7 separate regions of the Mus musculus genome follow, and regions 1, 2, 3, 4, 5 and 7 are each linked to region 6. The links are chromatin contacts, called in public HiChIP or PLAC-seq and promoter capture Hi-C maps. All regions are on one chromosome and are shown on one strand. The core of a region is the stretch at or near the end of the contact, and the rest is flanking DNA. Distances in the headings are between cores, read along the strand shown.

Region 1 (3,300 bases), core at 455-2,954, 1.4 Mb before region 6:
TTGGGAGGCAGAGGCAGGCGGATTTCTGAGTTCAAGGCCAGCCTGGTCTACAGAGTGAGTTCCAGGACAGCCAGGGCTACGCAGAGAAACCCTGTCTGGAAAAAACAAAGACATGAGTCACCATACAGCCTTATATTAATTTCTGAAGAGCCCCCTGCGATTGTTTTGGTGGCTTGGCTCCTCTATACTGTCTAGGCTTGAGGTGAGAATATCTTAATTTCCAAACCAATCTGAACAAGTTGGCAAGGTTTACTCTCAAAATAAAGTAGAATGGTTTAGGACGTAGCTCTACGTCAAAGTGCTGGAGGTTTAGCATCAAGTTCCTGGGTTCAACCCTCAGCACTGCAAAAAACAGTGACTTAACAGCCTTCCCCCAAAGCAGATCTCTCACTTCCAGGGACCTGATTCATGCTTAGAAATGTTTCCTGATGGGGAGGGGCAGGACAGGAGGAGCTGTGAGGTAAAGATATGTGAGAGACAGATACAAAACCACACACTCAGGAAAACAAGCCTGCAAACCAATCTTGGCTTAGGTTTATGATGTCAGTCCGCTCTTGTAGAACTGCTCCATTCACAAGCCTCTTTCCCGAACAGTGGGAGAATGTGGTATTTGCTTAAGAGCCCCAGGTTAAAACCAAAAGAACGAAAAAACAAGATGCAGCTTTTCCCATTGGTCCCTCTCTCTTCTGTCCACGATTTCATAGGCCACCCCACCCCAAGAAGTCCTAGACACCCAGTCGCAGCTGCCACCATCTCCCTCAGTACTATTAATATCATGGCCCTGGACTGGTTCATCATTTCCCTCATAAAGTTCTCCGAGGCAATTCAAAGGATGCAGAGGGGTTACAACAAAAAAGACGTGGGGCCGCTGCCCCACCATGCATTCCGTCAGCATCTGCTCAACTTCTTGGGTTTTCACCTCTATCTTTGTTTTGGAATACCCACAGCCAAGCCCTCCCCGGCACGGCCTTCCCTTCGGAAAGCACAATGCAGCACGGACCTCCTTTAGCGGTGGGGGTTGTAAGCAAAAAACGCCGCACTAGTGTAACGCCGAACGCGCCTCAGCGCCCGAGGAGGTCCCCACGGGCATCCGTGCGCGTCCATCACCCCGAGGCCAACACCACAGCCGAGCATCGCTCGCAAGGCCCCTCCCCTCGCCCGGAGCAGCCCTGCCGGCGTGCGCGCCCAGGCCGGTGTGATGACGGTGCACCGGGCGACGAGGCGGCGTTCCCCTCCCCGAGCCCTGCCGACCGCCCCGGCCCGCCTCACCTTGGTCTCCTTCACATGCTGCTTGACGCCCTCCGGGTACCACTGGACGCGCACGTAGCCGCGCCGCAGAGGGCTGGCCCGGCCCTCCTCGTGGCCCGCGCCCCCGGCCTCGGAGCAGCCCGAGCTGCCGCGGCCGTCATCGTCGCCCTCCGAGTCCGAGTCCTCGCCGTGGATGAGGCGTACCAGCCCGAAGTGCACCGAGCCGCGGTAACGGCCGGACACCAGGTCGTGGGAGAACAGCAGGCGCTGTGAGCCTGCTTCGGGGCCGGAGTCGGAGGACGGCCCTGAGGCCGAGTCCGTAGCGGGCGCGGGCGGCGGGGCGGCGGCGGCGGGGGCTGCGGCCGGGGTCGGGGCGGCGGCGGCCTGGGCCTGGGCGGGTGCGGGCGCTGCGGGATCCGCCATAACTGCTCTGCGCGAGTCTCGGGCGGCGGCAGCAGCGACAGCGGCGGCGGTAGCGGCGGCGGCAGCCTAAGGCGCGGGGAGGCGGGGCCGGCGGCGCGGGGGCGGGGCCGAGCGCGCTGACGTAGGCCTGCGTGCCGCCGTCGTTAGGGCGCCGGGATGCTGTTGCTAGGAGCCGCCGCCCGGTCGCTAGGGGACGCTGAAGATGCTTGGGGCGGGGGTGGAAGGACTGCCGCGGGGCGTGGCAGGGCTGCAGGAACGAAGATGGATTAGGGGCCTGAGGAAGGGTACTGGTCTACCGGAGTTGAGGGGCGGGGACTGCACGCAAAACTGACTGTAATTTCTTAAAAAAAAATTATGCCCGGGTCTGACGTGGTGGCCACGCCTTTAACCCCCAGCTCTCAGGAGGCAGAGGCAAGCCCATCTCTGTTTTAGGCCAGCCTGGTCTCAAAGCAAGTCCAGGTTACACAGAGAAACCCTGCCTCGAAAAAGCCAAACAAGCCAAGCAGTGGTGGCGCACGCCTTTAATCCCAGCACTGGGGAAGCAGAGGCAGATGGACTTCTGAGTTCTAGGCCAGCCTGGTCTACAGAGTGAGTCCAGGACAGCCAGGGCTACACAGAGAAACCCTGTCTCGAAAAGTAAAAACAAACAAAAGAATAAAAAAGCCAAACAAAAATTTTTTAAATGCGGTTTAGTTATGACACATGCTTTTAATCCCAGCACTTGGAAGGCAGAGGCAGGAGGATATCTGTGAATTCGAGGCCAGCCATGACTTACAAAGTGAGTCTTGCAAGGCAGTGGCACACACCTTTAATCTCAGCACTTGGGAGGCAGGCGGGTTTCTGAGTTCGAGGCCAGCCTGGTCTACAGAGTGAGTTCCAGGACAGCCAGGACTAAACAGAAAAACCCTGTCTCAAAAACAAAAACAAAAAACAAAAACAAAAACAAAACCCAAAGTGACAGGGGAGGGTATAGGGGGCTTTGGGGATAGCATTTGAAATGTAAATGAAGAAAATATCTAATAAAAAATGCCTTTAAAAAAACCAAACAAAGTGAGTTTCAGGACAGCCAGGGCTACAAAATAAAACCAAAATAAATAAATAAAATTAATTGAAATTTAAAATTTTATATATATATATATATATATATATTAGAAAACCCCTGTCTTGAAAAATCAAAAAAAGGTGGGGGGGGGAGAAAGAGAGAAAGAAAGAAAGAAAGAAAGAAAGAAAGAAAGAAAGAAAGAAAGAAAGAAAGAAAAGAAAAGAAGAAAAGAAAAGAAAAGAAAAGAAAAGAAAAGAAAAGAAAAGAAAAGAAAAGAAAAGAAAAAAGAGGCAGAGTCTTACTATGCAGCCCTGACTGGCCTGGACTCTCAGAAATCCACCTATCTATGTAAACTCACACTGTAAACCAGGCTGGTTTCAAACACAGAGATCTGCCAGTGTCTGCCTCCCTAGTGAGTACTACAGGTATGTGCCCTCACTCCTAGTCAGTCAAGTTTAGCAAGCACCCTTGGCATCCTAATCAAGTTGTAGCCCTGCAGAGTGACTGCATCTTCATCTTCTAGATGCCCACATGTGCCCAAACTCATGTACACAGATATCATCACAATAATTTTTTTAAGTTGTTGT
Region 2 (3,120 bases), core at 517-3,016, 1.4 Mb before region 6:
AATGTTAGTTGCCGGAAGAGAGGATTCTGGCCCTGACCTACCCAGCCAGCAACAGCCTCACCTCCATTCCCAGAAAGCTAAGAGTACAGCCCAGGAGCCCAACTCCGCGGTTTTGGGGGACCCCGTGGGTGGAAAGCTCTTTACCAGCCTCCATCCTTTACTGTCACTCAGCAAATACTACAGCAGGGCCTGAGCTCACCCTGACCAGGATTCCTACCGCCCCAGGGGCAACCCATCCTGTTGGAAGGAAAGAGAGGAGCCACAGGGAATCAGTGGACCCGTTATTCCTTGGATGTTACTTTCCTGGTGTAAATAGCTAGGGGAGTCAGTTCTGTGTTCAGAAGGAAAATTCCAGTTGGTCACATGGCATTCCGCTATCCGGGAGACCTCAGCTCATCCAGCTTTGGGAAACTCCATGGGAACAGAGCTTGGTCCTGCCCTTCCTCCATCCCCAGGGCTACTCTGGCTTACCTTGAGCTTATCCTGTGTCTGAAGCTATCCTGGGTAAAGTACTACAGACCTGTGCTTCGAGAGAGCCACTGTTCCCAGCTTCTCCTCCACAGGGCCAGTGGCCAGCCAGGGCGAAGCCTGCCCACCTATCTCTTTATCTCTCACTGAGATTCGTCCTGGCCCTTCCCAGCCCCTGGAGAAACTTAGGTAGGGAGAGAAATTCACAAGAAGTACCCTAGTGGGCTGGTGGTCATAGGACGGTCACTCAATGTTGACTTTTGAGGGGCCAGATTCTGTACTGTGGGGCAGACCTGTGATGGCCAAGTGTCTCCAGGGATTGTCAAATATCCTTAGCGGGCAAAAGCACCCCTAAGCTGAGAACCACTGCTTGAAACCAAGTTTCATTTTCTTCTCCCTGACTACAATCACAACAGCACAACATAGATGCTGGGGACAGTATTTCACCACAAGATGTCACCCACACTGGAACCCCCAATGCAGCTGGTTGAGAAACAGCAACCGCTCCACCTATGAGGCAATCCCTCAGGTACACCTCACCTTCGCTCTCTATGTCCCGGCCCTACAGACTCGCGGCTCGGTGTTTCCTGGAGTTGAATCAAGGTATGGACCTGGCTTCCCTTCTGCCCTGGGGTTGTGGTAGAGACCTGGGCCCTACAGACCTTTCGCTCCCTAACTTTCAATCCAATGCAGAAACATCAGCTGGGGGCCCAACTCTCCAAACCCCTCGGTCCTTAAGCCAGGACTCCTGAGTACACTTTCTGAGCCGCGGACTACTCTGGCGGTGTGAGCCTTCCCCATCCCCCACCCCCGCACCTGTTACTACCACGGCGGCGAAGCTCCACGCACAAAACGCTGCCCGAGGACTTTGGAAGTTCACCCGGGAGACAGGGGAATATAGTCTTAAGGTCTAAAAGGGATTTCTGGTTGGAGGCGGAGTCGCATGTTCCAACACTGGGCAGTGCCCTCTCTTCCTCTCTGGGCTTTTAAACTTTTGCGCAAACCACGCGCCCAGACATCTGGTGACTGTGCCCCGGGGAACCCCTTTAGGCGTCCTGGTCCCAGCAGAGGCCAAGGATCTGCGGGAGGGATCCAGCGGTCCCGCGGGCACAGAGTCCAGCCTCGGCCTCTAGGGCGCTCTGCGGGGCGCACAGCCCCCGACCTTCCCCGCGGCCGAACGGGGCAGCCCCGTGAATCCCTGGCCACCCGCGGCCTAGCGGACCCGAGCTCCGCCGCACCCAATTCCCCGTGCTCACCTCTCGGAGGCCCCACGTCCCGGGAAGCGGCTGAGAGCAGAGTGGGCAGCGGCGGGGCGGCGGCTACAAGGCTGAGCGCCAGCGCTCCGCCTCTTCCCTACCTGCGCGAGGGCGCAGGGGCGGGGACTGGGTGTGGGCGGGGCCTCATTGAGGCGGGGCTTCTTGGTGTGTGGGCGGTGCTTCGGGGGGCGTGGTCGGCCCGCGGCTTCTGCCTGGGCTTGTAGCTCCTGCTGCTCCACTTATGGCCACATTTAAACACTTGCCTAGCACACAGATCTTAGGTTCGATCTCCAGCAACACACGCGCTCACACGGACACACCCCCATAACAACCAAGCAAAAACCACTCAATTTCCCCTTCTCTTTCTCGTGTGACCTCAGGCTCCTTTGACTCCAGGAGCCTCGACTAGGCTTGCATCCTTTCCAGAATCCCCGATCGATCGCTGCAGCTACATCGTCTAGGAAGCCTTGGCCTTCTCTAGCTGCTGTCTCTCCTTCGTCCATTAGAATGATCTCTCCTCAGGCCTGGCATCCCTTCTAGGCCAGACCGGGTCCTTGCTGGAAGTTGGGTCTTGTCCCCTTAACCACCCCAGGACTAAACACAGAGCAGTTGGAAAGGCAACCGAGGTATATGCTAGTTCTTGGGACTGTCCCTTAGGAAACTGTGAATGTTGCTCTGCACCCAAGGACACAGAGGCTTCTTGCTAAGGCTGAAAGCTGGCTCTCACAGTAACTGGCAATAGATGCAGAGGAAGGCCCTCCACATCTCCGTGTCATGAACAGCCCCCAGGCCCAGGCTTTGGATACTCTAGCCTGGCCAATACTGACCAAGTAACTTGCTTTGTTGGCTGTAATGAGAAATAACTATATATGACTCCAGCTAACAGAGCCGGGGGTTCAAATCCTGATCTGCCATTGACTGCTCCTGTGGTCTTAGATGAATCCCCTAAGCCTCCTCGGTCTCAGCTTTCCCCTCTCTGTGTGGTAGCAGTAACAGGGAGCATTTGTGGGGCCCCTGGCTCTAACTAGCAGCTGCTGTTATCTTTGCTATTATTAGTAGTGGTGACGGCCGGCCCTCCCTCAAGTTTAAGCCACAGGCTTTTATCCTCCTTAGCCCACGTCTCTAGCCACCTTGAGCCCATAGGAGCTGGGCTGTGCCTCCTCATCTCCCTCCTGGACCCAGATATCCCTCCCTTAACTCGGCTCTGGGTGGTGCCATCTTGTGATGTTCTTACCCACTTCCTGGTAGAGTACCACTCTTCATGTTCGCGTACCTAGCCCTGTACGAAGGCCTACATTTATGACACCCTGTCCAACACTCCCATGCTCCCACCTACGAGCACTCGCCGGACCTGTCAGCTCCTGAACAAGAACAGCAGGCCGGAGAAGGGCAGGGG
Region 3 (3,118 bases), core at 11-2,510, 1.6 Mb before region 6:
ATAGAAGTGAGGTTTGCTTTCTTCTGTTCTGTCCTTCTGTTCTGCACACCCTAACTAGTTAGAACCTTCGCTGTAATTAGTTCTGATGAAAAACAGTATATGTCTTCCTGAAACAGGAGCCTTCACAGTAAATTCCCAATCCGATCCTCCAGATCAGGGTGGAAACAGTTCCTGCCCGCTCCCCATGGTCTAGAATCCTTGGATAAGTGGGGCTCTTATACCATGTGTCATTTTTTCCTACCAGCCAACTTCACCATCTTGTGTACCTTAAATCATCTTTAGGTCACTTTAATACCCAATACAATGTAAGTTTCATGTGAATAGATGTATCAATGTCCTCTTGATCAGGGAATAATGACAAAGAAAATGTCTTCATGCTGAAAACAGGTACTTTTTTTTTTTTTTTTTTTTTTAAAGCATAAGGTTTTTAAACCCCGAGGCTGGATTATGCAAAGCATGCCCTGGCACTGGCTATTCCCCCCCACCCCCGTGTGTGTGTGTGTGTGTGTGTGTGTGTGTGTGTGTGTGTGTGTGTGTGTGTTTGGAGAGTTTCTCTATGTAGCCCTGCTGGCTGTCCTGGAACTAACTCACCATGTAGGCAAGACTGGCCTCGAACTCAGAGCTATCCGAATGCCTCTACCTCCCACTGAGCCCTGAAATTAAAACCATGTGGTCACTACGCCTGGTTCTTTTGTGTTGTTTTGTTTTGTTTTGTTTTGTGGTGTTAAGAAATTGAACCCAGGATCTGTCTGCCATGTTTCAAAAGTTTTCTTTTTCTTTTCTTTTTTTTTTAAGAGAGACTGTTTAGAAGCTATTTAAAAATTTAAATACTCTTGAGAGTCGAGTAGCTGCGAAGGTTCTGTGTGTTTTCTATTTTGATCGTTCTGTTTCTCGAGATGACCACATCTTTCAGAGGAAATGAGTCAAAGCCACTCCGTCTTGCTTTTCCAGCTGAGCATGTTCAGTTTCAATGAAGTAATGAATGAACTTGGCCAGCACCACCCCCACGCCTACAACAGCAAACACTGATGACCTCCACCAATCAGAACGCGGTCAGGGTTTTCGAGTTGAGTTCAAACAGGCCTACGGTAGGCCAATCAGCGCATCACGCCCCGCCTCCCGATGGCGGCCCCAGCCAACCACCAACTCGGAGGAGCCAAAACACGGAGGCTGGCCAATGCCGGGGTGCCCCCGCGGCACCGACTCCGCCAATGGGCGCGGCCAGGCGAGGAGAGAAACAGAGCGGCCGGGCCCGCCGCAGGATTCGAATCGAACGTCCGTGTGGGAGCCGGCGGCTGGCTGGGCTGCGCGTGGGCCAATCAGCGGCGTCGGCTCACGGCCCCCGAACGTTGGGCCTGGCGGCCCCGCCCCGCGCTGTTGTTTGCGGCGTCGGCGCGGCCGCGCGAGCCGAACCACAACATTCGCCGGGCGGCGGCGGAGCTGCGAGCGTGAGCCCGGGGCGGCCGCCCAGCGCCATGTCGGTGAACACGGACGAGCTGCGGCACCAGGTCATGATCAACCAGTTCGTGCTGGCCGCGGGCTGCGCGGCCGATCAGGCGCAGCAGCTGCTGCAAGCGGCGCACTGGCAGTTCGAGGTGTGCACCGGGCCGGGGTCGGGAGCGCGCGTGGGAGCCGGGGGCCGCGTAGGGGGGCCGCGGCGGGGGGGGGGGGGGCCGGGGCGGCCAGGCCTCGCTCACGCCGCTGCGTCCCGTATTTTGTCCGCAGACCGCCCTAAGCACGTTCTTTCAAGAAAGCAACATTCCCAACAGCCACCACCACCCGCAGATGGTAAGTGTTCCCCAGGGCCGCGGAGGGGGCGCTCGGTGCGGCAGGGTCGCTGTCAGCCGCGCCGGTGACAGCCATGTTGCCGGGGAGCGGCGCGCCGCGAATGTAAACAAAGAGCCAAAATGTCTTCCAGGAAAGAGCGCTCCCAGGCCGGCGCTGGCTCGCCCAACTTTGGGACCCGCCTCCAGGCCGCTGGATCGGGGCCTGAGGCCCTGTGCTGGGCGCTGTGCCCTGGGTGTAAGGGCCTTGGTGTTGGGGAGGTGGGGGTAGAAGGAAGGGAAGACGGCTTCCAGCAGGATGTTGCGATTCTGATAGCAGAGGATGGGGAAGGGGCTCGAGGATAACCAGACCTTTGGGGACTTCGGGGTGGTGGGGGACTGAGGGATTTGTGTCTTGATGCAAAACACACACACACACACACACACACACACGACTGAGGTAGGGATTTGTGTCTTGGTGCAACAAACACAGCCGTGTGCACACACACACACACACACACACCACCCACCCACCCAGTGCTGCAGGAAGCAGGGGAGGGATAGATCCACCCTGGCTCCGGAAGTCCAACTCTACCCACAAAGGTAGGCTGGCCCTTCCAAAGCCTCCAGGGAACATAACCTTTATGGAGGATATACAGATTTATATACCTAAGGTGAGGCCAAGAATTTCTTTTAATCTCAGTATGTTAAGAAACAAAACAGTCCAGGAAATAGTTCTTGGAGCCTGGATTTGTCCTCTTCCAACTTGGCTCCAGGCTAGAGCCTTTGCCCTCTGGCCAGTGGGTACCCTGCTTTCCTGAGGCCAGGCACATCCCTTCTCTGCTCTAACTCCTAGTTAGCTATTAGCTCCAAACGTGTAGGAGGGCCTGAGCCCAGGAGAGGGGTGGTAAAACATTATTCCCTAAGAGATCTGCCATTGGACTTTTTTGTTTTTTTTGGTGTCCTTGTCCCCAGGAGACAAGACTACATGTGGATCTTCTGCTGTATCTTGTTCTCAGCACTTTTTTCTTCTGACAAAAACGAGCCGCCCCCCCCCCTCCCCGCGTGGTGGCGCACGCCTTTAATCCCAGCACTCAGGAGGCAGAGGCAGGCAGATTTCTGAGTTCGAGGCCAGCCTGGTCTACAGAGTGAGTTCCAGGACAGACAGGGCTACACAGAGAAACCCTGTCGCGAAAAACAAAAAAAAAAAACAAAAACAAACAAAAAACGAGGGGGGATGCTCAGGAAGGAGAGTCTGCCTCAGTTTAAACTAGCTCTCAACATTTGGAGTAAGATTGGAAAATGAATGATGCTGTGGGCCCCAGCCACTGCGGCCAAGCTCTTAGAAAATTCAG
Region 4 (3,232 bases), core at 178-2,677, 1.8 Mb before region 6:
ACCCCCTCTCTGTTTTGTCTTCAGTGCTGAGACTCAAACCCACAGCCTTGAGACACTAGGCAATCTGTGTTCCACTGCGCCACACCTTTGGTATCGGGAAGCTTTCTTACAAAGTGAAGGTTCACTTTGCACTTAAAGAACTTTCATAGGGATGTTTGGAACAAAAAGCTTTTTTATTATTTGCCTCTCTGTCTCCCCCATCCCCCCAGCGGGCTTCACTAGTGTTTGCCCGGCCTTCTGGCCCACCCTCTCCCACAGTTTCGCCATGTAACCCTGGCTGACGAACAGGAACTAGCTCTGCAGACCAGGCTGGTCTCAAAATCAGAGATCAGCCTGCCTCTGCCTCTGCCTCCTCCGAAGTGCTGAGATTAAAGGCATGGGTCACCGTGGCCCAGTTCAAAAGAACTTTATAAATTAAAGTTTCATCTTATTGTGTGTGGGGGTACAACAGCCACCTCTAGCAAATGGTCAGAGGACAATCTAAGGGAGGTGACTCTCTTTCTACAAATTGAAATTAGATGATTAGGCCAGGTAGCCACCTCACCATCCCTTAAAGTTTGTTAAAATTAAAAAAAAAAACAATTTTGGGCACAACCGTTCATTATTAGCATTTTTACAACTATGCTATGCTATCCTACTAAAAGATCTAGATGCAAAAGTAATATTATTTTTCACACATAAAATTGAATCATGAAGTATTCAATTTAAGCCTTTAAACGACATGCGCGGTAAGAAGACCTCCCCAGACTGCAGCTGTAGTTTGGGCATACACTAATGTGCTAAGATACACCTACTTTTTAAACCACATGATTTCTTCAGGGTCTGCGATGCCAAATTCCCTCATCTTCTTCACCATGGTGGCACTCTTCTTAACAGCCACCTCGTAACGCTGGCTTCGAGTGAGGAAGTTATAGTCCTCATGTTGGAAGTCTGGATCGTTCAGAATCAAGTTCTCTGAAAGAGGGTTAAATGACATCAAGAGAAACAGGTACTCACCCTCCCTGACTCCCATCAGATTAGAACAGAGGACGTTCCCCTCCTAATCCTGACACCGGACGCCCATCGAAGTAGGGGTCCCCGCTTCCCCTCAACTCCAGAGGCCCCAAATCCTCATTCACGGGGGTCTTTCGCCTGGTTCGGTATAAGAGGCCCGGCCCTCCAGGCTCACCGATTTCTCGACGGCGCCGGGTGTTCTCCGGACTACCATCCAAGATGTGCGTGATTAACTCTGGATTGAAGGTGGCGGCGGCCCGCTCCTTGCGCAGATCGGGATTCATGACGGAGACCAGTGCTGGGGGCAGAGGAGGTGGCGACAGAAGTGACAGGCACCAAAGCGATGACAACCTGTCTCCGCAGCTCAGGCGCCGACCAGGCCCTATGAGCGGAGCGAGACAGCCCTCGGCCCCGCCCCCTCGAGCCGTCCCCGCCCCGTCCCCGCCGCCACTCCTCACGTGACCGGCTGCAATCCCCGACGCTGGTACCGCCCGCCGGACGGACGAATCCCCTGCTGCGGGCCAGGGGAGGTCCCCGAGCGGCTCCTCGCCAAGGAAAGCAAGGTAAAAGGTCAAGGGACCGCAGTGGCACTGGAAAGGGAGTGGGGCTCTTCCCGGACCTCACGTCTCCAGGTTCACGTGATCTTTCCGGGAGGAAAAGAGCCCTGGAGACGCGCGCAACCGATTGGCCAGGGCCTTGAGGGGCGGGATTGCGCCTGCGCTGTGGGACTCACCTCCTTTCAGGCTAGGGCGGTGGGTGTGTGTGTGTGTGGGGGGGGGGTCCTCTCACCACAGTGTCCCCGGAAACCAGAAGGGAATGGGTGTCAAGGGTCTCGGGCGGGGTGAGGAGGCTAATAGAGGAAAGCTGTTGATTTTACTGGAACCCAAACAAATTGGAGCGAAAGGGTAACAGGACAAAGGTTACGTTCGGGAGACGGTTCATTGTCGTTGGCTAAAAATATTGCCGACTTGACTGACGTTAGAGACTTGGGATGCAAGGACCTGGTCCTGCGGAGCTTCCGGGTTTATGCACTGGGCCTGGATTTAAAGCGAGAGGGAACAGGTCCAGTTTCTCTACATTTTATAGCCCAAGTCTTTTCCCACCTAAACCGGCAGGGCAGGTCCTAGAAATTTTGAAATCTAGACTTTACTTTGCCATATCATTATCGTCATCGAAGATGTACCTACGCCTAAGAAGTTCTAGCGTAGGATTTATAACAAAGAGTTCCTGAGCCTCAAAGACAGCCAGTTTTCACCAGTTTGTTTTTTAATTCTTCCTTAAAAATTGCTAAGTAGTAGGCTGGAGATGTCGAGCATGCACTAAAGCCAAAATATAATCTCAAAGCACAGCATAAACTGGGCACCGTGGCACACACAGGCTTGCAACTTCAAGTGGAGGTCTGAGGATCACGAAGTCCAAGATCATTATCAGCTATATAGAATCGGACTGAAGGCAGCCTGGGCTGTGTAATGCCTTGTTTCAAAAAGCCTTTAAGTGCTAAGTAAAATGCACTCTTTCTTCATTTGATTTCATGCCACCAAAAAGAACTACGCCGGTAGTGGCGCACGCCTTTAATCCCAGCACTGGGGAGGCAGAGGCAGGTGGATTTCTGAGTTCGAGGCCAGCCTGGTCTACAAAGTGAGTTCCAGGACAGCCAGGGCTACACAGAGAAACCCTGTCTCGAAAAAAAAAAAAAAAAAAAAAAAAGAACTACATTTCTTCATTACCTCTCTAACTTGCCCTTGTAACAACATATGTAAGACCCTTTTACAGTAACGGTGCTGAGAATGGGTTAAACGAATGAAGGCTTTAGCCTGAATGCAAAGTTAATGGAGCCCCCAAAATTCAATATTTTAATGCACTTTCTTTTCTTTTTTCTTTTCTTTTCTTTTTTGTTTGTTTGTTTGTTTGTTTGTTTTGTTTGTTTTTCGAGACAGGGTTTCTCTGTATAGCCCTGGCTGTCCTGGAACTCACTTTGTAGACCAGGCTGGCCTCGAACTCAGAAATCTGCCTGCCTCTGCCTCCCGAGTGCTGGGATTAAAGGTGTGCGCCACCACGCCCGGCACACTTTTTTTTCTTGATGCAGGAGATAGACCTCTCAGCTACATCCTCAGCTCCACAAAATTTAAAAGTTTAAAAGGGAAAAGAAGAAAAATTCTGAGAAGTTAAATAAAGACTATATCATTGTTGTTGCTTGTACCTTTGGCTCTGGCTCCATATACCTGAGCAAGGTTCTGTT
Region 5 (2,857 bases), core at 210-2,709, 1.5 Mb before region 6:
ATGAGATCTGGCGCCCCCTTCTGGCCTTCAGGCACACATGCAGACAGAACATTGTATACACGATAAATAAATCATGAAAAGAAACAGAAACCGGAGAGACTGACTGTCTCCCTGTACATATCTCCTAAACCCACTTCAAAGTCCAACTGATAATAAAACAGGTGGAGCTAAGAACTTTTGAAATATGAAAATGACTTTAAATGTTCAAAGTCAAGTCATTTACGCCAGGGAGTCCAAGTGCGCACCTGAACTGCCAGCATCGGAAAGGCCAAGGCCAGAAATATCACACCATTTAGAGTGTGACCAGGGTCATAAGACCTTATCTCAGAAACCAAAGCCCATGATGGGTGTGGTGTTCCCGCGGCAGAAGCAGGCAGATCTCCCGGCTTGAACTCTTGAGAGTGCAAGCCTCATCCATTCACTAAGTTCCAGGCCAGCAGGAGCTACGATAAAGCTCTGTCCCATAAAGGAGAAGAGAAACGATACATATTACTAAAAAGCTTATTTCACAAAGGGCCCTTAAGGCTCTTTATACCAGGGCTCTAGTTTTCTCCAAAATTGAAAAGGGGCCTTTAAGTAGACCGGTTATTATCAGCAGGGCACCGGGAGGCTCTGCTCTGCAGGATTCTTCTCCATGATTTCCGCAAAGTTCAGGCTCACGCTCCCATCCCTTCCCCATAGAAGCACCCACAGTTTGTAAGTAAGGTTTAAAAAAAAAAAAAAAAATCACGTCCTTCATCCATCCAGCATCGGTAACAACAAACAAGCCTGGAAAGACATCTCAGGGCCCCCACGGTCCCCTGAGGTCAGTGGTTAACACACGCACACACCCCTAAGCAAACACTTTTTTGTACAACTGATCCTACACACTTGTAATCGCGGCTCTCCCCCCGCCCAGCCCGAAGTACTTCTGAGTTCCCTTCTCCCTGACTGTCCTAACCCTTCGGTCTAGGATGGACCCACATCGCCTGTCGCTTTAGGGACGCCTGGAAATGGCGATGGTCAGATTCAGGGCAAGCGCAGGAAACCTCTCTAGGGTTAAGAGTGCGCCGCGGCCCTGGGACGGGGTTGGGGAGTCGGCCCAAACCTGCTGCTCCCGGGTGCAAAGGTGGAGGTGACGGGGAGAGGGGCTAGGGCCACCCCGGGGACCACCTCGCTTACTCAGTGATGCGCTTGGCCAGTTCCGTGCAGGCGGCCGTGGAGTTGGCCGAGAAGACTCGGTAGCCGGTGCGGGCTGCGTTCATGGCCGGCGAGGCGGCGGGCCGAGCCCGCGGGACACGCAGAGCAGAGCACGCGGACAGCGGGGGCAGCAGCAGCAGCTTCCTGGGCATCCTCCGGCCCGAGGCGCGGCTACAGCGGTCCGCGCGGGGCCGCAGAGGGACGAGGCGCGACACAGATGCGTCCGGATCTCCAAGCCGCACCGAAGGCGCAGCCGAGCGCCGCAGCCTCCTTCGGACCCCGCGGCAGGCCGCGCCCCTCCGCGACACCGAGTCGAGCAGCTAGAGCGTCCGCCCCCGCCGCCATCTCGGAAAAGGGCAGGGAGGTGGGCATGGCATGGAGAGCCTGTTCTGACACAGGCGCCGCTGACTCGCGTGTTCGCCTGAGTTTGAGTCTCCGGGGACAGGTATTTTAATGTCCACTATTCTGGGAGGTGCAGCCATGTTTAGTGGTACTTATAAATGTTTTCAAATTTACTGCCAGGAACTAAGATGTCCGCCCAGGGACCGGAGACAATCTAGCCTCACGCCTCTATGATGAACGAGCCTCCGGCGCTCCCCTCCACGCTTGCGCAGGCTGGGATTTATTTGAAAAGGGACAGCCGGCCCTTTCCCTTTTGCGGGCACTTAAACTAACTGCTCCAGAATCTGGACGTGGAGGCCTTCCCTAGACGTTATATCTGTGTCTGCACGTGAGGCAAGGTTGCACTCCTGCCCGTTGTTGTTCTCAGTTCTCCCACCCGTCCCCCTCAACCCCAGCCAGCCGCTCTGCCCGCATGAGTTCGCCTTGTGCAAATACAGAAGGCGCGTGTGTTCATTTACTTTTGTGTAAATAGATGAAGTCGTTCCAAAGAGACATTTGAGCCTCTCGATCTATCAGACTGTTTGAAAAACGGACCCCCAAAGAAGTAAAGATCTTCCCCCACCCACCTCAGGAATGTCATGCTGGGAGAAAAAAAAACGTGACTCCCAAAAACAGCTTTCACAGAGCTCCAGAGACTTCTCAGACCACCTTACAGGCTGAGGTTGAAGCCCATGCAAGGGCGTCTCAATGATGGTCGGGACCTTGCCCTGGAAGGGACGGCTTAGGTGGCAAATCCTCGGCCTTCTGCTTACATTTTTATCTCACTTCTGGACGGAGGACAGACTTGTGGACTTCTCTGGATTCCTCTGTTCCTCTTACCGATGTTGCTAGGTTTAATAAATCTCCCTTTTCTGCTTTCTGTTTTCAGTTCGACTTTTAATTTTAATTTTAATTTAATTTAATTTAATTTAATTTAATTTGGCTTTTCGAGTCAGGGTTTCTCTGTGTAGCCCTGGCTGTCCTGGAACTCGCTGTGTAGACCAGGCTGGACTCGAACTCAGAAATCTGCCTGAACATTGAGTCTTTCTGTGTCTGTGCACCGTGCATACACAGTGCCTGCAAAGGCCAGAAGAGGGTGTCAGATTCTCTGGAACTGTAGTTTGGAGTCAGTTGTGGGCTGCTGGGTCTTCAGGAACAGCAGCCAGTGCTCTTAACTGCTGAGCCATCCCTCCCGTGCCCAAGTTGCAATTTTAATTAACATATTGAAGAAGGTGGCCAGACCTGACTTGGACTCAGATTGTGAGCCCCAAGGTTGATTACACTAGACCTAATCAGG
Region 6 (2,862 bases), core at 185-2,684:
TTTTGCCTGCCCCTGGTAAATTTTATAAGTGATGCCATGAAATATTATTCTAGGGTATCATATTCTCATGGAGCTATGGCCATCCATTGTATTGATACACCACAGTGTATCTAGCCAACTCCTTCACTGAGATTTTTTGTTTGTTTTTCAAGATAGGGTTTCATTGTGTAGCCTTGGTTATCTTGGAACTCATTCTGTAGACCATACTGGTCTTGAACTCACAGAGATCCATTTACCTCTGTCTCCACAGTGCTGGGATTAAAGGCGTGCACCACCACCACCACCACCACCACCGGCTGTTTCCACACTTTTCAATAATGGGAGAAAGACTGAGATAAATATTCTTTTGAAATGTGTCATTCACTTTCCTGAAATAGTTTGGTGGAGGTGAAATTCAGAATGTTAGTTCAAGTGTTACAGCTTTAACTCCATCATCTCTGGGGTAAAGAGAATTATGACTGTTTTACAATGTTTCTAGCTTCTAAGTCCCAGAGCATGTGAGCCAGGGAAGGAATTAAGGGCATGAAAGTCAGACAGGGGCAGAGGAGGGTCAGGCCTCAGGGTGCTGAACTGAGTGATGATGCACACGAGTGCGGGCACAAAGCAGGGGCTGGCTATCTGACAGGTGTTGGGCACTGAGCTATTGCAAGAATCCTTCCTCTTGGAGCCAGGCAGGTGAGTTGAGGGCGTAGGGCTCAGGAAGTTATCAATCTGACAGGTGTCAGGACTCTGAATGATCACTAGCTTCCTCTCTCCTGGAGCAATGCAGGTGAGTTTAATGCGCATGGCGGCAGCTGTCAGTGTGACAGGTGCTAAGATGCCACTGACATCCTCCTCCTTGCTCCCTCATGTGAGTGCATGGCAGCAGCTGTCAAACGGACAGGATTGAGGCGCTGAGCAGTTACTAGCTATTCTCCCTCCTGGACTCTCATATGTGAGCGCAGGGTAGCAGCTGAAAGTCTGCGCTGAGCATCCTTCCTTCTTCTTGGAACAAGGCAGATGATCATAGGTCGCAGGGCAGCAGCTATCAGTCTGACAGGACTCCGGGCGCTGAGCTGTTATTAATCCTCCTGGACCTTTATGTGAGCGCAGGGTAGCAGCTGGAAGTCTGACAGGTAGTCTGGTCGCTGAGCATCCCTCCTCTTACAGCAAGGCAGATGAGCATAAAGTGCAGGGCAGCAGCTGCTAATCTGACAGGATTCGGGGTGCTGAGCTGTCACCAGCATTCTCCCTCCTGGACCATCAGGTGAACTTAGGACTGTAGTCCATGCCTCCCGCCCTTGAGCTCCCTGTCTGGCGCGACGCGGTGCCCCAGAAAGGATACAGAGAGGCAAAGACAAGGGAATACAGCCTATGCAGCTGTCACTGCCGCTACCGCGCCTGCGCGCTGGCTCCCTGTTCGCGCTCGCACTGTCAATAAAGTTCTCGCGCGCCGGAAGCGGAAGCGGCGGGTCTCCATGGCGGCGCCGGCAGCGGGCCCGGTGTTCTGGAGGCGGCTGCTGGGCCTGCTGCCTGGCAGGCCCGGGCTGGCCGCGCTCCTGGGCCGCCTCTCCGACCGTCTGGGCAGGAGCCGGGAGCGCCGGCGCCGGAGGTGAGAGCGCTCGAGAGGGCCGGGCGGGGGGTGGGGGACTCGCTGTCTCCCCGCGTGCCGGCGGCTCAGCCAGGAGCCCCGTGGGCGTGCACCGTGCAGGAGCCACCCGGGGCGAGCTCGGGGCTGCGGCCCGGCCCTGGGGCCAAGGCTGCTGTGCTCCGGGCTCGGGGCGTGAGTGTGGCAGTCGGGGTTAGAGCGGTGAGTTGGCCGGAGTGAATCAGCCCTGCGGGGACCCGGTGCAGGCTGGCTTCCTCACATCCTGCCGGAGACATTTCTCAATCCTGACTCAATCGGTACTCAGGCCCGTGAAGAGGAAACACTCGAAACTCTTTCTGCGCGCGTTCGAAAGGCTTGTTTCTGGAAAAGTACTGAAGTGGGTTGTGTAAGCGGTGAGGGAAGCTTTGAAGCAGTTTGTTCAGGCAGTGGTCCTTTAAAGGAAACATTTGCCAAGAACAGGCTCAACCAAGAGGCCTGATGCTATTGCTAATTTTCAGGAGCGCGCGAGATAGATATTGAGATTGTGTGTTTGTGTGTGATATTCTCTCGTGTGGATATGTTTAGAGACTTCGTTTTCTTTTTCTTCAAATGCTGGGGCCCAAACCCAGAACTCCATGCACACAAGGCAGGTGCTTTACCACTGAGCCACATCTCAGCTCCTCCTCTCTCTCTTTAAAATAAATAAAACAATTAAAATAATGACTGTGTGCTCAGGTGGTGGTAGGGGAAGTCGGTTCTCTTTTACCACGTGAGTTGAAGTGATTGAAATCGGATCATCAGGCTTGGCAGCAAACTCGCTGGACCCCCAGTTCTTTTAGAGACACAGTTTCATGTATCTATACTGGCCTTAAATTGAGTAACTCAGGTTAGCCTAATACTCCTGATTCTCCTGCCTCATGTCCAATGCTGACTCCCAGGTGTGAGCTGTAATGGCCCATTCTGGTTCTGTGAGTAAGATCTGTGGGTAAGATCTTGTCTCTAGATGGCTTGAGGTGCAGTCACCTGCGTTGGTTCTAGATGTGGGTCATTGATTTACAGAGTAACAGGGAGCTTGCCAACCCAAGCACAAATTAGACTTAGAGGACCTACTGAATGACAGAATCAAGGCAGACAGGCAGTCTTATCTCAGGTTGCCTGCTGATCAGAATGGCTCTTTCCCCCAGCCATTCGATTGGACGGTAGAATCAGGTGACGCTTATTACATCAGGGCACCAGACCACTGAAAAATGTTAGGTTTCAAAAGTTCTGCCTGAAAGAGGAGCAGTTTAGGAAGC
Region 7 (3,149 bases), core at 469-2,968, 2.0 Mb after region 6:
CCTCCTGCCTGGGACATGGACAGACCTGAGTCTGCCACCCATGTAGCACAGAAATGGGGTGACTATGGGTAGGCAGGCCCAGGAAAGAGTCTTGGGATGTTGTGGAAGGGGGAGTGGTCCAAGCCATGGGAACTTTTCTTGGGGGAGCTTCTCTGCCCTTTTTCAGACAGACCCCAAGTGTTTGCTGCCAGCCTCCACCTCTAGTTCTCCTCCATGGCCTTGGCCTGGGGCAAGCATGGAGGAGTTGCTTCTACCCCAGTGCACAGCTCCTTGTTGGCTTTCTGATCAGTGAGGGGATCAGTGTGTGCTTGAGTAGGCACCATACCATGCTGGTCTAAATGGACTAGAAAGTGAGATGAAGGGGCAGCTGTAACCAACCAGTCGCAGTGAACAGTAATTGACAAGTCCTTATTTGACAGCCAGTTAGTTTAAGCTGGCTTTCTGTCACAAGAAGAACCCAAGAAAAGACAGATACACAGAGATGTACACAGAGATGTACATAGACGACAAGGAAACAGAGGACAGTGGGCTGAATTCCTTCTCCTTACACATGTAGCAAAGTGAATAGGGGCCGTCTGAGTCCCCTGCTGAGGCTTGACAGCCGCGCCTTGGATTTGTGTCCTCTGGGTTGTTGGAGTGGTGTAACCAGCTGTCCAGGAAATGGATGCTGGAGTGTTATGTTTAATTAAAAGGAAACATTCAGCTCTGGTGTTTTACAATGTAAAGCAAATAATTCCTCTCTGTTCGTCTAATTGATGTAAATATTTCTTCAAAGGGAACCGCGTTGGAACCCCGTGTGCCAACCTGGTCAGTTTTCTCAGCCAAGCCTTACCCTTCCTTAAACCATCAGCTACTGGGCAATTCCAAGCTGTGCTGAGAGGCTCCTCCCCCGGAGCTATCCACCCAACTCCCGCCCCCGCCCCAATTCCCTTCCGAACCACCCCATGGAACTCGCTCCACGTCTCCCTCGCTCCTCTCTTGGGTCCTCTTCCCGGAATTCTAGACCCAACTGTCGGCCGCCACCCTCCGTTCAGCACCAGTCCACCACAAGCACCCGCCCCAGGGCCCACCCTGTCCCGATCCTGCCTCCAGGGCTCAGGGTTCTCCCGCTAGAGTTCAGCACCTTCCTCCGTCTCCACCTACTCCGGCTCCGGGTTTCCTCCCTTCCGGAAGACCGTCCAGGGTCGACGCACGCCTCGCCGACTCACCTGCAATAGCGCGGGAGCCACCGGCCCCTGTCGCGCACTCCTGAGGGACCCTTGAGGGCCTGCAGCTCGGATCGCTGCCTCCCGAGTGCCGCCTCCACGCGCGCTCGCGCCGGTGCCACCCGCACCGCCCACACCCCGCGCTAGCTCTTCCTGCGCCACCCCGCCCCCGCTTTCCGCCCCCAGCCCGGCTGTCGCTCCGACCCCCTCAGGCAGCTCCAGGGCCTCAGCGCGCCGCGCCTCCGCCTCCCAGCGGCCGACCAATTGCCGCTCGGAGCCGGCCTCCGAGTCCCTCCTCTAGCTCCGCCCTTCGCCCCCGCCTCCGAAATCTACCAATAGAAAAGACGGCGCAGGAGCGGGCCTGGCGGTTGCCTAGCAGCGGCTAGGCTGGGCGGGGGCGGACAGCCGGGGGCGGTGATCCGGGCGCGGCGGGGGCGGGGCCCGGAGGCGGGGTTTTTGTGGGGTGGGGCCTTCAGCGGCTATAAAAGCAGCGGCCGCCGGGCGCCGCGCTCTGTGGTCCTGGTCTGCGCGCCTTTTCCTGTTGCTGCAGTTGTCGCTTTCCTCACCGCCACCCGTGCCCCTGCTCTGGTCTGTGGTGTAGCCGGGACCCAGGACCATGTCGCTTTCACGCTCGGAGGAGATGCACCGGCTCACGGAAAATGTCTACAAGGTGAGTTTCCAGCGCGGCTCCGAGTCGCCCCTAGGTCTTCAGGCCCGAGCAGGGCACCGGCTCCCGGACTGCGGGTGTGGTGGACCGATCTTCCGTTGGTCACAGGTGGCCGCGCCCGCCCAGGGTCCTTACGCCCGCCGCGGCCCGCGCCGTCCCCGAGCACGAGTGGACGCCCCCACCCCGACGGCGCCGCTCAGCCCCCGCGCGCTCCCTCAGTACGCCTGTCTGTCCTGGCGTCCGGAGGGACCGAGATGTTCAGGGCCTGGGCTGCTCTGCGATCTGGCCTGGTCCGCTGCATCCCAGAGTGAGGGGAACAAGGAGCGGGGGCGGCGTGGAGGTTGCAGGCTGCTGCGGGCGGTCGCCCTGCGCTTGCTTGGCGCGGTGGCACCGTGGGGCTCTTCTAGGTGCTGTTATGCCAGCCTCTGGGCACTTTCTCTTCAACAGGCTTTCCCTTTCCACAACTCCTTTACGAGTGTTAATGGACGTGGCCCAAAGTGGGAGGTCGAGCTCGGACAGGTTGGATGGGTGGACAGATAATCCATCATCTTATGTAACCGCAGAGGGAGAAGACTAATTGTGTAGGAGGCTGACGCGCCTGCTTTTGCTTCTGATATGTGTTAAGAGTCTCGCATTCACATACTAATCTGTGAAATGACAGTTTCTCATGGAAGAACTGCAGAGCCTTGTGCAAGCCCCCTGGTGTCATGTTATGTCCATGCTTTGGGTACAGATGGACGGGCCATTTCCTATTTCTTCACCATGGGTTCTCACAGCCCTGGCCCCTTACCCTCAACAGCACAGCCTGGGGCTCCCTGATGGCATCAGGTCCGCTGCAGTTCTCAGTGACATTTTTTTTTTCAAGAGAGAAATTCCTGCCCTGCCCTGTGCATGGCAGTCCTCTTTACAAAGCTGTGCTTTATTTCAAAACTGTCTTAAGGGTGAGTGAAAGGCTTTCCACCAGCCACTAGGTTTTCACATGGAGTTGCTGGTTCATGGCTAAATGGGATTGTGCTCTGCTCGAGAGCAACAGTTTCTGATTGTATGAACCAACCATGGTTGTGCCTTTCTAGGCAATGGCCTGTGAAACCCTCATAGCTGTGCTTGCTCTGTTGCCTACAGCAGATGGAAGCCTCCAGGGTGGCTGCTTAGGTTTCAGCTGGAGTCCCGGGGGCAGATTATACTTTAATTCATCATTTAATAAAGGCTTTAGAGTTGTAGTTACATGGGTCTGGAGGAACCTTGAAGGTGGGTGTAGGGGCTGAAGGAGCTCTAAA

Evidence for each region. Promoter capture Hi-C pulls out the DNA fragments that hold promoters and counts their contacts. HiChIP or PLAC-seq counts read pairs in DNA pulled down with a chosen protein or histone mark.
Region 1: a contact with region 6 is called in a promoter capture Hi-C map of liver, with 2.4 times the contacts expected there. The contact joins the promoter of Ube2o here to the promoter of Pgs1 in region 6. A contact is called at or near these places in 3 of 39 promoter capture datasets (hippocampal neurons, liver and pre-B cells) and 1 of 115 datasets of contacts at active chromatin or transcription factors (pancreatic cancer cells).
Region 2: a contact with region 6 is called in a promoter capture Hi-C map of liver, with 2.8 times the contacts expected there. The contact joins the promoter of Rhbdf2 here to the promoter of Pgs1 in region 6. A contact is called at or near these places in 6 of 39 promoter capture datasets (hematopoietic stem and progenitor cells, hippocampal neurons, liver and 2 more).
Region 3: a promoter capture Hi-C map of liver shows a contact between it and region 6, with 4 times the contacts expected there. The contact joins the promoter of Ubald2 here to the promoter of Pgs1 in region 6. A contact is called at or near these places in 2 of 39 promoter capture datasets (liver and pre-B cells) and 1 of 484 Hi-C or Micro-C datasets (B cells).
Region 4: a promoter capture Hi-C map of liver shows a contact between it and region 6, with 3 times the contacts expected there. The contact joins the promoter of Ten1 here to the promoter of Pgs1 in region 6. A contact is called at or near these places in 2 of 39 promoter capture datasets (liver and pre-B cells).
Region 5: a promoter capture Hi-C map of pre-B cells shows a contact between it and region 6, with 5 times the contacts expected there. The contact joins the promoter of Prpsap1 here to the promoter of Pgs1 in region 6. A contact is called at or near these places in 2 of 39 promoter capture datasets (liver and pre-B cells).
Region 7: a FOXA1 HiChIP or PLAC-seq map of pancreatic cancer cells shows a contact between it and region 6. The contact joins the promoter of Baiap2 here to the promoter of Pgs1 in region 6. A contact is called at or near these places in 1 of 39 promoter capture datasets (liver) and 1 of 115 datasets of contacts at active chromatin or transcription factors (pancreatic cancer cells).

What each region holds. Positions count from the first base shown.
Region 1 is chr11:116,579,743-116,583,042 of GRCm38.p6, forward strand. Ube2o (ubiquitin-conjugating enzyme E2O) reads right to left here and starts at 1,705. Exons shown (of 18, transcript NM_173755.3): 1 at 1,270-1,705. The coding sequence starts at 1,671.
Region 2 is chr11:116,622,454-116,625,573 of GRCm38.p6, forward strand. It overlaps Rhbdf2 (rhomboid 5 homolog 2), which reads right to left and starts at 1,767. Exons shown (of 19, transcript NM_001167680.2): 1 at 1,725-1,767.
Region 3 is chr11:116,432,834-116,435,951 of GRCm38.p6, forward strand. It overlaps Ubald2 (UBA-like domain containing 2), which reads left to right and starts at 1,261. Exons shown (of 3, transcript NM_176902.3): 1 at 1,261-1,595; 2 at 1,726-1,788. The coding sequence starts at 1,476.
Region 4 is chr11:116,197,428-116,200,659 of GRCm38.p6, forward strand. It overlaps Ten1 (TEN1 telomerase capping complex subunit), which reads left to right and starts at 1,428. Exons shown (of 4, transcript NM_027107.1): 1 at 1,428-1,556. Acox1 (acyl-Coenzyme A oxidase 1, palmitoyl) reads right to left here and starts at 1,618. Exons shown (of 14, transcript NM_015729.3): 1 at 1,169-1,618; 2 at 795-954. The coding sequence starts at 1,277.
Region 5 is chr11:116,488,887-116,491,743 of GRCm38.p6, forward strand. Prpsap1 (phosphoribosyl pyrophosphate synthetase-associated protein 1) reads right to left here and starts at 1,460. Exons shown (of 10, transcript NM_026364.1): 1 at 1,162-1,460. The coding sequence starts at 1,331.
Region 6 is chr11:117,985,423-117,988,284 of GRCm38.p6, forward strand. Pgs1 (phosphatidylglycerophosphate synthase 1) reads left to right here and starts at 1,435. Exons shown (of 10, transcript NM_133757.2): 1 at 1,435-1,591. The coding sequence starts at 1,458.
Region 7 is chr11:119,941,374-119,944,522 of GRCm38.p6, forward strand. Baiap2 (brain-specific angiogenesis inhibitor 1-associated protein 2) reads left to right here and starts at 1,719. Exons shown (of 14, transcript NM_130862.4): 1 at 1,719-1,875. The coding sequence starts at 1,822. It overlaps Gm11767 (a long non-coding RNA gene), which reads right to left and starts at 1,721. Exons shown (of 5, transcript XR_001780400.2): 1 at 1,209-1,721.